3 separate regions of the Mus musculus genome follow, and regions 1 and 2 are each linked to region 3. A link is a contact called in public Hi-C and HiChIP or PLAC-seq data. All regions are on one chromosome and are shown on one strand. The core of a region is the stretch at or near the end of the contact, and the rest is flanking DNA. Distances in the headings are between cores, read along the strand shown. Region 1 has its middle 32 kb from the start of Gm38773. Region 2 has its middle 51 kb from the start of Gm38773. Region 3 overlaps Fam3c (family with sequence similarity 3, member C).

Region 1 (3,075 bases), core at 266-2,765, 94 kb after region 3:
TTCTGCCCTAGTCCAAAAAATCTGCCCAAGGCTAAGTTGAAGAGTTTTTGGATTAATGACATAGGTAGAGGAGATTTCAAAACAGTCTATCTTTTACTGTATAGAGTGGTCTTTAGTAGCCAGTCTCATGCAGATCTATAGTAAAAAGGAGCAAGCTGAACAAGGAAACATAAAATGTCCAGTTGGAAGAGAAAAAGGGCGTAGATTAAAGAAAAAGCCTGATGCTAAGAGGAGTAAAAGGAGCGGTGACCTCAGAGCAAGACCCCGTCCAGCTAAGCATCCAGCTGGTGAAAGGACTAAAGGAAAGCATAGAGTTAGCTGTGGTGGTGCCCACCTTCAATCCCAGCACTTGCAAGGCAGAGGCCTTCAGATCTCTGAGTTCAAAGTCAGCCTGGCCTACGGATCAAAGATCAAGTCCCAGGACAGCCAGTGTAAACAGTTCCTGAGAGGCTTTGCCTAGTATTCTTATCAGTATGAGATTTCCACAGAATTCTCTCTCTCTTTATCTCTCTCTCTCTCTCTTTCTGTGTGTATCTGTGTCTGTCTGTCTCTCACAAAACTCCCAATGGAATTCTATGTTTATGTGTATGTGTGTATCTGTGGGGAGGCACACATGTGTGTGAGCTCCCATCTGTCTCGTCTGTCTGTGTGTCTGTCTGTCTGTCTCCTACAAAACTCTTCAATTAGAGCCAGTCTTTTCTACTTCCCTTCTTCCCTTTGTTCCTCCCTCCCCCCACTTCCCCTTTCTTTCACCTTGGTTTCTTTTCTTGTCTTTTTCTTTTTCCTTATTGTTTAATTTTTAACTCCGCCCACCTCCCACCCCCCCACCCCCCATTTTTGCCAGAAGCAGCTGTCTAACCACAAGTTTCCTCACAGTTTTCATTTCCCTGTACACACAGACTGGCAACCGAATGAATTATCAATCCACCCTGAAAACTGTGACAGGAACCCGGCTGTTGGATACGTAACAGCTGATTACTATAGTGTACTCATTACAGACACACCACTCTTGAGATAATGTTATTGAGGTCCCTGCTATTTTATAACTTTATAGTTTTAAGTTGACTGTGCCAAGATCTGTTAACGTCATCAATGTACTTTGTAAATTTAACATGTCCATCAAACTAATAACATTGTGTCAGTCTTGAACTTGTGTTCTTAGTAAAGAATTGTCCCCAAGTGGAGATTAAATAAGAGAAAGTACAGTGTGTGTTTGCCCTGTAGCACATAGATTGCTCATGTTGATACTAATAGAAAAATAGATAAAATTTGCAATGGGGAATAGGGAAGCCAGTGAAAGAATTCACCCTTCAGGCCAGTAGAAAGAAGAGTTCATTTAGCAGGGTGGAAAGAGTCATGTCGTTCCCCACCCCCACCCCCCTTAGCACCTTGCTTTCAGTCCTTCAAATCTTTTCTAGTTGACTCCTGTTCCAAACACCCCCGTTCACTGTTCTAAGGACTCCTCCATGATGTCGGAGAGCTGAGAAGATGGCTCCACCCTCAGCACTGTTTCCTGCTGTTGCTCTTTCTGTTACTGTATGTTTTGTGGTTCTGTAGCTTCTTTCCGTTCTGGTTACCACATGTAGAACAATGATTCTAACACGATATATACCCGATCTAGAAGTCTCTTCTGAGCTATAGACTGACAGCCTAAACTACTTATAAAGTATCTCAGAAGTCTCCTAAAACTTAGGTGTATTTAGCAGAAGTTCCCCCTTTCTAGTCAACGCCTAAGTCTAGGGAGAGGGTTCAGGAGATAAAATCGCTCACCGAGTAAGCTTGATCACCTGAGCTCAGATGCTCAGAAACCATGAAGAGCTGGATGCTGTAACCCAAGTCTGTTATCCTCGCACTCCTATTAGTATAGCCAATTTAAGCTTATCCCCACCTAGCCTACAAATAAATGAGACTCAGACTATGGTTATTTTATTTGGCTTTGTCAATTACTGGGGGGAGATAATCCTAAATCTGGTTTTCTAGCTGTTGGCCTGGCCACCTCTCAGCAGTGGACCCCTGATACTTGTTTTTCCTGGCCTTGTGCTCACAGTTCCTCTCCCCTCACCGTGGCTTCCTCCTCCTCACCTGTTTTGTCTTATCTTTTCTTTTTTTTTCTCCCTCTTTGGTCTTTTCTCACTCCTCCCTCTTCTCTACCCCCAACCAGGTAACTCAAAATCCACTTACCACCAATCCTTCCAGTAATTGGCTGTAGCCAATTTTATTTAAGCAATAGCTATAAATCTTGGATAAAAGTTTACATAACAAAAGCTTATAACCTTGAGAATTTACTCATATGCCTAGACCTTTGCTATAGAATTTAGCATTACAATACATAACAACAAACCTCAACTCTCCTGTGTCAAGACCTGAGACATAAACAGAAGAATTCCTTCAGGACCTAGTGTGCCAGTTACCCTGGAGTTCATAGTACAGAGGCAAACAGGAGAGACTCTGCCTTAAATGTAGATGGGGAGCACTAACACCAGAGCTTGTCCCCTGACGTTCACATTGTCCTAGGCAGTGTTCTATAGTTGTGAAGAGACACCACTCGAGCAAGACAACTCAAAGAAGAATTTTTAATTGGGGACTTGCTTATGATTTCAGAGGTTAGCATGATCATCATGGAGGGAAGCAGACAGGCATGGCATAGAACTGAGAGCTTTACATAATGATCTGTAGCACCAGGTAGAGAGGGAGAAGGACAGGAGGAGGGAAGGAGGAAGAGGGAGAAGGACAGGAAGAGGGAGAGGGAGAGGGAGAGGGAGAGGGAGAGGGGAGGGGACTGGCTTGGTGTGGGCTTTTGAAACCTCTGAAGCCACTCCCAGAGACACATTTCCTCTAAAAGGGAATCACACCTCCTAATCCCACCAGTTGTAACCAAGCATTTAAATACATGAATCTATAGGGGTTATTGTCATTCAGACTGCCACTCACAGGTTAACAAAATCACCTTAACTGTAATTTTCACTCTGGATTAGTTTGGTCTCTGCTCTTCTCTACTAACTCCCACTCATCATTCAAATCTAAATGCAAATGGTGCTTCTTAAAGGGGAAATGTATTACTCAGGGTTTGCATTT
Region 2 (3,254 bases), core at 707-3,206, 110 kb after region 3:
ACAACAACAACAAAAAACCACTGACTTATATTTTGAAGTTAATGTACGAAAAGTTTCATTTACCTAGTAGCTTTGACTTTGTAAAACTATTTTGGGGGCGGGGGTGGGGGGTAGGGTTAGTGGCAGGTCATGCCATGACTCAGCTGCAAGTACCTTGCAAACATAAGGAACTAGAAGGAAGGGCTATGTTTGTGTGCACACGGCTACTTTGAAAGTAAGTTCTATGACAGACAACAGAGAGGAGAGCATTATTTCCCTAGAGACTTCTACAACACTTGGACGAACCCCTCAAGGCTGTTTGCCCAGGATTATAAGGACTTAATAAATTGCCACTGGCCTAGCATTCAGCCCAACAGAGGCAAAAGCAACAAACAAGAAAGGACCAGAGAGGCTAAACAACCCCACCCTGGCTGCCCAGATAAAAACCAGCAGGCTGGGGTTTGAAGAGGGAACAAAGATGCTAGATTTTCATATGATATATAGTTGTAAATATATATTTTCAGGGGCTTAAGATAGGTGTGTGCCTTTTTAGTGCAGGAAGAATCACTTTGGGGGTCTGTCTGTATGTCGTTTGATGTGGGAGGCATCTGTATTTCAGAGACCCATTTGGCTATCTTGAGTCATAGGGAAGAAGCAGGGTCCAGGTGGGAAAGGATGGCTGGAGTCTTAAGAGGCTCAGGATTCAGAACACAGACGGAAGTGAGCTTCATTTTTATTTTATTTTTATTTTTTTATTTTTTTATTTTTTTTTTCTTCCGAGACAGGGTTTCTCTGCATAGCTCTGGCTGTCCTGGAACTCACTTTGTAGACCAGGCTGGCCTTGACCTGAGAAATCCGCCCGCCTCTGCATCCTGAGTGCTGGGATTAAAGGTGTGAGCCACCACGCCGGGCTTTATCTGATTTTTAAAGGTCGTGTTAAACTGGCTGTGGCTGGTCACCCACCAGCACCATGGAAACAAAGACAGAAGGAGTGTTGCAATTTATGACTCCAGCTTAGTCTACTTGGTGAACTCCAAGCCAGGGGCGAACCCATAGTCAGACACTGCCCTTTGCTCCGTCTCCTCTCCCCCAGTATTGGATTGACCCACCGAGCAGGAAGAAAAGCATGGACTTGGAAGTCTAGGCAGGACTTTAGCTCTAAGGCATTTTGCAGTGCCAACATTTGTATCCATGGTAAAAGAGCCCTAGGAACCAAATAATACCAATATAATTAAAAAGTAATTTGTCACTTAAAGCTATCTCATGTTCATCCAAAAAATAATTTAAATAATGAGTCGCTATCTTTACAAATCGTTAAAACATTAAAATGTGTATGACTATATTTAGCAAGATGTCTTGTAGCTGGAAGATAAAATACAAACTAGCGTAAAGCACACCATTAGATTTTAAATGACAAAGAGGAAAACAATGAGAATATCAAACCAGACTAAGGAACATTCCCGTTTAATGAGAGAGAAAGAGAAAAAAATACTTTTCATGCTCTGTCAGTTGATTATGCCTTTCAGTTAATATTAATAACGCAGAGGGGTTGTTTTGACAAGGCTAATGCTGTAAAGGCAGCTGTAGAATAGCAAAAATAGCTCTGATGTTCCATACAGAATGACAGGCATCTGTGCTCGAGCTCTGTCCTCTTCTTAGCTGTGAGGCTCAAATGTGATGGTGTGGGACAAAGGGAAGGTCTAACATGAAAGGAGGATGTTGCTACTAAAGACATCCAGGAGATGGGATGGAGTGGGGAGGGTAGGAGGCTGATTAGAGAAGAACAGATAGCCCAGTTTGAAGCTGCAGGTATCCTTTGGGTAGAGCTGCAGAACTACACTGTGTTTGTTTGTCTTAAAATCCAGTAGTCCCGTGGTCTGCTCATTTCTGACTGCTCTATGGTAGACTGGGAGAGTCCACACAGCGCTGGGCCACAGAGCTGACTTGGTAAACTGAATCCAACTGGGCATGTGGATCTCTAGATGTGTAACCGGAGCTGCTGTGACTGATCTGAGTAGTGTCTGCCCAGGAGTCGTCACCTTCCTGCTCCACCCACCTGCACAATGAATGGTAGTGTGTGAACAAGAGTCGGAATGACAGGGCCCTGGATCGGGGAGAGTGGGGGAAGTGCTGTGGGAAGGATAGGGCAGCCATCCGGTTTTCCACTCACAAAAGGGAGGAAATTAAACGTCCAGAGCATATAACCCAAGCAAAGAACAGCTCAGCTGGTGAGCCAGAAAATGAAGGTTTTTTGTTTTCTGGAAAATAATGGCTTGCATTTATTCAAGGTATAATCTGATCTTAAAGTAGCTTCACCATTCAGAGGGCAGGCTATGCAACTGGATGGGTGGGAATTCAATTCCAGCCACTACTCTCTACACTTCTACCAGTGTGAGGTTTTTCTCCCATGTCATCTCTGTGAACTTACCACTCAGCTTCACACAACAGCTCTAGGTACTGTTTAAACAGCCTACATACTTTAAGAAGGGTCAAGTCTTTCTAGCATATTTGCCTACAGTCATGACTGTGTTTGTGTGTATGTTATGCCATTGAGGCGGCAGAACAAGGCGTGTTGTCGGTGGCTCTGTGGTATCTTGAGTGACCAGGCACGCTCAGAGAACTCGCACAACCTGTCTATAAGCAGCGAGAGTCTGGCAAGGTGCGTGACAGGGAGTGCTCTTTCTATTAAACCGCGCTTTTCCTTTCAGAGACCTCAAATGTGAAAGACGAATTACAACCAGGGCTTCACATCCTCTTTGATTTAAGGAGAAAACAGGTCGTGACGTGGGTTATTGTTTTGCTCACCTTCTTGATGTATACTTTAGCCTTCAAAAGCTGTTCCAGGGAGAGGCGGGGAATAGGCAGGTGGAAAAACCAGTGCCTTGGCCTGACTGTGTGTGTTACATCTTGACACTGGGAAACGTATCCTTACTCTGTGCTTCTGTTTCTCCAGCTTTAGGACAGAGCTAGCCACAACTGTTCTTCAGATTGAAGTATTTGCTTTGTCTAAAGCCACAAGTTGAACACACAAAGCCCTTACTATGGACTGGACCATGTTCTCAGTTGTAGCCGACTGCGGCCACACTAACTGGGTTCCTGAATGGGAGGCCGGAGCTGTATGGGAGAGAACTACGAGAGAAATAATGGAGGCCAAGACATGTTTCTGTTCAAGGCCTCTGAAGTTTACTGAGAGTCCGTGCTTATAAAGAGGGTAGGCCCATTCCCCCCCACCCCCCAGCCCATTCTTGGTGCCTGGGGCCAGCCTGTAGGCGATC
Region 3 (3,038 bases), core at 48-2,547:
TGCCCACACTCGTTGGATAAAAGCTTTCCAATGAACACACAGGATAAAGTACTTATAAAACACCAAGATGAGAGACTTACAACGAATGGCTGAGTCCAGCGCGGATCGAGCTAAGGAGAGAAACAGTTAAGACTATTAGAAAGCACAGGCCCATTGGCAATGACCTACTTTCAACATATTAAAGCTTCTAATAAGCCTAAGCAATGTGTGTGTGAATGACTGCGCATCTACATCACAATATCACTTCAGAGAAGCAGTTACCTGCCCACTATGTAATTCATTATGGGCAAGTGTGTGCTGAAATCCTGGAGAAGCTGTGTTTTATTAGTGAAATGTCATTTTAAACATTCTATTTGATTATTTACTGCAAATTTGGATCCTACTCAAAAAGTCAGCCTGAAAATATATCTTTAAAAGACTACAGTGTGTGTTGATGAACATGATAATATTTAAATGATGCTGCTTCTGCTGCCACGGCTGCTGCTGCTGGCCAGTGCTGGGTACCCACACAGCCCTGGAGAACGTTCATAAACCCATCTTGGGGGGCGGGGAGGGTTGCAAGGCTTTGGAAGTCCAAAGAGGTAAAAGTTGGGGAACCTGAATTTCTCAGAACAAAAGTGTACTGGTTGGCATAATGATATTAATGCTGTTACTAAGAGTTTACTTCATCAGTTCAAGGAAGGGCAAAGGTCAGCTCTTAGCCCCCACAGTGGGTCTCAACTGTCCTCCTTCACAGTTACGCTTGGCGCTCTGTAACACTCCAGTGTCTGATCCCAGTCCAAGAAATGTGGACAGGGACCATCAAAGTACTGTGGGCAGCTGGCTCCTGCTTTGGCAAATTAGTACACAGTGAAAGAAGCTGGCCAGCTGTCTGACTATAAATAGACACTTAAGTTTTTACTTCTGTACTATTTTTGATAACTGTGAGTTTCCTGCAAGTCTACTATTCAAATGATAGAACAGAAAGTTAAAGCTGAAAGGGAGTGGCGAGGTATTTTAAGAGAAGAAACCAAGTCAGAGGCTTCAACTCTCAGAACACTTAGGAGAATATTATACACCACTAAAGTCACACAGCTGGAATGCAGGGAAAGAGTAATGCCCTGGACACAGCACAACAGCCTCCCCAACTCCATAACCCAGGCACAGAAATGATTCCCAAGGAAAGACAGCCACGAACAAGCAAATAACAAGCAGAAAGGGGGAGGGGTAAAAGGAGTGGAGCAAGCACACACGCAGGTGCTGCGGTTTCCCTAGCTCACTCTTTCCATTTCCTGGTATAATTACAGAGATCAGATCCGATGCTTTCGCTCTTTCGAATGAGAAAACTAACCCCCAGAACTAAGTCAGCAATGTGCAGGCTAGACACGCTCAACCTCAGTCTGTCTTTAAGAAGAAAAACGATGTGAAGGTGCAATGGGTAGCGGCAGGCTTGACACCAAGCCGGGTGTTCCCAGCATCCAGACGCTGGAAGGAGAGACCTGACTCTCCCAGGTGGTCCTCTGACCTCCACTCATGCGCCATGAACACATGTACCAACACACATATACAAATATGTTTACACACACACACCACACTAATAAGCACAGTTAACAAAAAAAGCAATTAGCTGGCTGAAGGTGGCACACGCCTTTAATCTCAGCCCTCAGGAGGAAGAGACAGGTAGACCTGAGTTTGAGGCCAGCCGGGTCTACAGACTGGATAGCCAGAGCTACACAGAGAAACCTTGTCTCAAAAAAGCACAAACCAAACATTATTAATTAACTAATTAATTAGTTAAAGAAAAGAATATATCACCAGACTCAGGTGTTTAAATTTCTAGAAAGGAGTACTGTTAAAATCAGGAATTCCACTCTCCCTGACCCGTGCTGGGCTAATTAGACGGCAGGTCATCTGATCTATTATGGTAATAGGGAATGGGAGAGGAAGATCAGAACAGAACTAAATAATTCCACTCTTTCCTATGTGTTAGCTCTGTCAAGTACTTCTTGGTGATTACTGACATGGTCATCGCGTTTCAGATATAAGGAAACGGAAGACAGAGCAGTTAACTCGTGTGTGTTTTAGGTCATAATTGTGATTGGTGGAGCTAGCTTCTATTTTTTAGTGTATGTTTAATTTCTCATTACATTTACTTATTGAGGTGTATGCATACAATGTAATGTGTATGCATATGTTGTATATGTATGGATACGGGCGTGCCAAGGGACACACGTGGAAATCCCAGAGGACAACTTACAAGAGCCAGTTCTCTCCTTCTACCATGTGGGTCCTAGGAATTGAACTCAAGAAGTCAGGCTTGACGACAAGCATTGTTTCCCTGCTGAGCAATCCTGCTGGTCCCAAACAGAATCATCTCATATAGCACTCAGGCTGGCTGCACCACTCACTTCTAAAGGGTGACTATGAGCAGACAGATCACCAGTCAGTCCCAGAGCACAGTGGCAGGGTAGGGACCTTTACAGTTAACTCTTCCAGAAAATGAGATGTGGTGACTTTTTTTTTTTTAAGTAGTCTCAGAGAAGGAAGGGCAGAGTAACTCTAGGACCGGGGAGCTGGCTTCGTGGTTATGAGCACTTTTGTTGCAAAGGACCTGGGTTCCACTCCCAGCACCCACCTGGAGGCTCACCACACCCTCAGGCACCATGTATAAGAGTACTGCAAAGACGTAACATGTGGGCCAAACACCCACATACATGAAACAGTAGAAATAAATGTCTAAAAATTTGAAAACAATCAGATCATTTTGCTGGTTACATTTCAGATGCCAGATCTGTAATTGCTACTTAGTTAAAGACAACGGCCTGGAAATCTGTTTGTGAGTCATCGGGCTTCAGGGTAAATCGCCCTCCGTGGAACATGTGTTAGCTGATGAGAGGCTTGAAGGGAAAGCCATTCTCAAGAAGCACTTCTAGACACGGTTAGTTTACTTGTATCCAAAACCCATCAAAACCGAAAGATTTGTCCCCAGGGCTGCAATTAGGAGAATGTAAACCTGCAGGTAGCAGATGACCTAATTTTCATGAATACGGGTGATTGCT

Evidence for each region. Hi-C and Micro-C count contacts between places; a contact is called where the count stands out from the background. HiChIP or PLAC-seq counts read pairs in DNA pulled down with a chosen protein or histone mark.
Region 1: a contact with region 3 is called in an H3K27ac HiChIP or PLAC-seq map of regulatory T cells, with 3 times the contacts expected there. The contact joins two enhancer-like sites. A contact is called at or near these places in 3 of 39 promoter capture datasets (the C10 cell line, the HPC-7 cell line and stem cell-derived epiblast-like cells), 1 of 15 datasets of contacts at CTCF or cohesin (the NIH/3T3 cell line), 20 of 484 Hi-C or Micro-C datasets (B cells, CD4 T cells, CD8 T cells and 13 more), 15 of 115 datasets of contacts at active chromatin or transcription factors (the 230-238 cell line, CD8 T cells, bone marrow-derived dendritic cells and 9 more) and 3 of 9 other capture datasets (adipose tissue, liver and pancreatic islet).
Region 2: a contact with region 3 is called in a Hi-C map of the G1E-ER4 cell line, with 2.5 times the contacts expected there. The contact joins two enhancer-like sites. A contact is called at or near these places in 1 of 39 promoter capture datasets (embryonic stem cells), 4 of 15 datasets of contacts at CTCF or cohesin (the G1E-ER4 cell line, the NIH/3T3 cell line, embryonic stem cells and 1 more), 86 of 484 Hi-C or Micro-C datasets (the AML12 cell line, the AtT-20 cell line, B cells and 35 more), 23 of 115 datasets of contacts at active chromatin or transcription factors (the 230-238 cell line, CD8 T cells, the NIH/3T3 cell line and 8 more) and 4 of 9 other capture datasets (adipose tissue, embryonic stem cells, liver and 1 more).

What each region holds. Positions count from the first base shown.
Region 1 is chr6:22,422,841-22,425,915 of GRCm38.p6, forward strand. No RefSeq gene overlaps it. Among named protein-coding and RNA genes, the nearest start is that of Gm38773, 32 kb to the left of the region's middle. Within about 2 kb of position 1,516, at least 88 of the 459 cell types and tissues checked have an H3K27ac peak or open chromatin away from gene starts, as enhancers often do. A contact at or near this core is called in B cells, CD8 T cells, the G1E-ER4 cell line and 9 more, where this site is marked.
Region 2 is chr6:22,441,800-22,445,053 of GRCm38.p6, forward strand. No RefSeq gene overlaps it. Among named protein-coding and RNA genes, the nearest start is that of Gm38773, 51 kb to the left of the region's middle. Within about 2 kb of position 1,957, at least 75 of the 459 cell types and tissues checked have an H3K27ac peak or open chromatin away from gene starts, as enhancers often do. A contact at or near this core is called in CD8 T cells, the G1E-ER4 cell line, Th1 cells and 3 more, where this site is marked.
Region 3 is chr6:22,329,499-22,332,536 of GRCm38.p6, forward strand. Fam3c (family with sequence similarity 3, member C) reads right to left here. Exons shown (of 10, transcript NM_138587.4): 4 at 81-110. Among named protein-coding and RNA genes, the nearest start is that of Fam3c, 25 kb to the right of the region's middle. Within about 2 kb of position 1,298, at least 62 of the 459 cell types and tissues checked have an H3K27ac peak or open chromatin away from gene starts, as enhancers often do. A contact at or near this core is called in B cells, CD8 T cells, the G1E-ER4 cell line and 10 more, where this site is marked.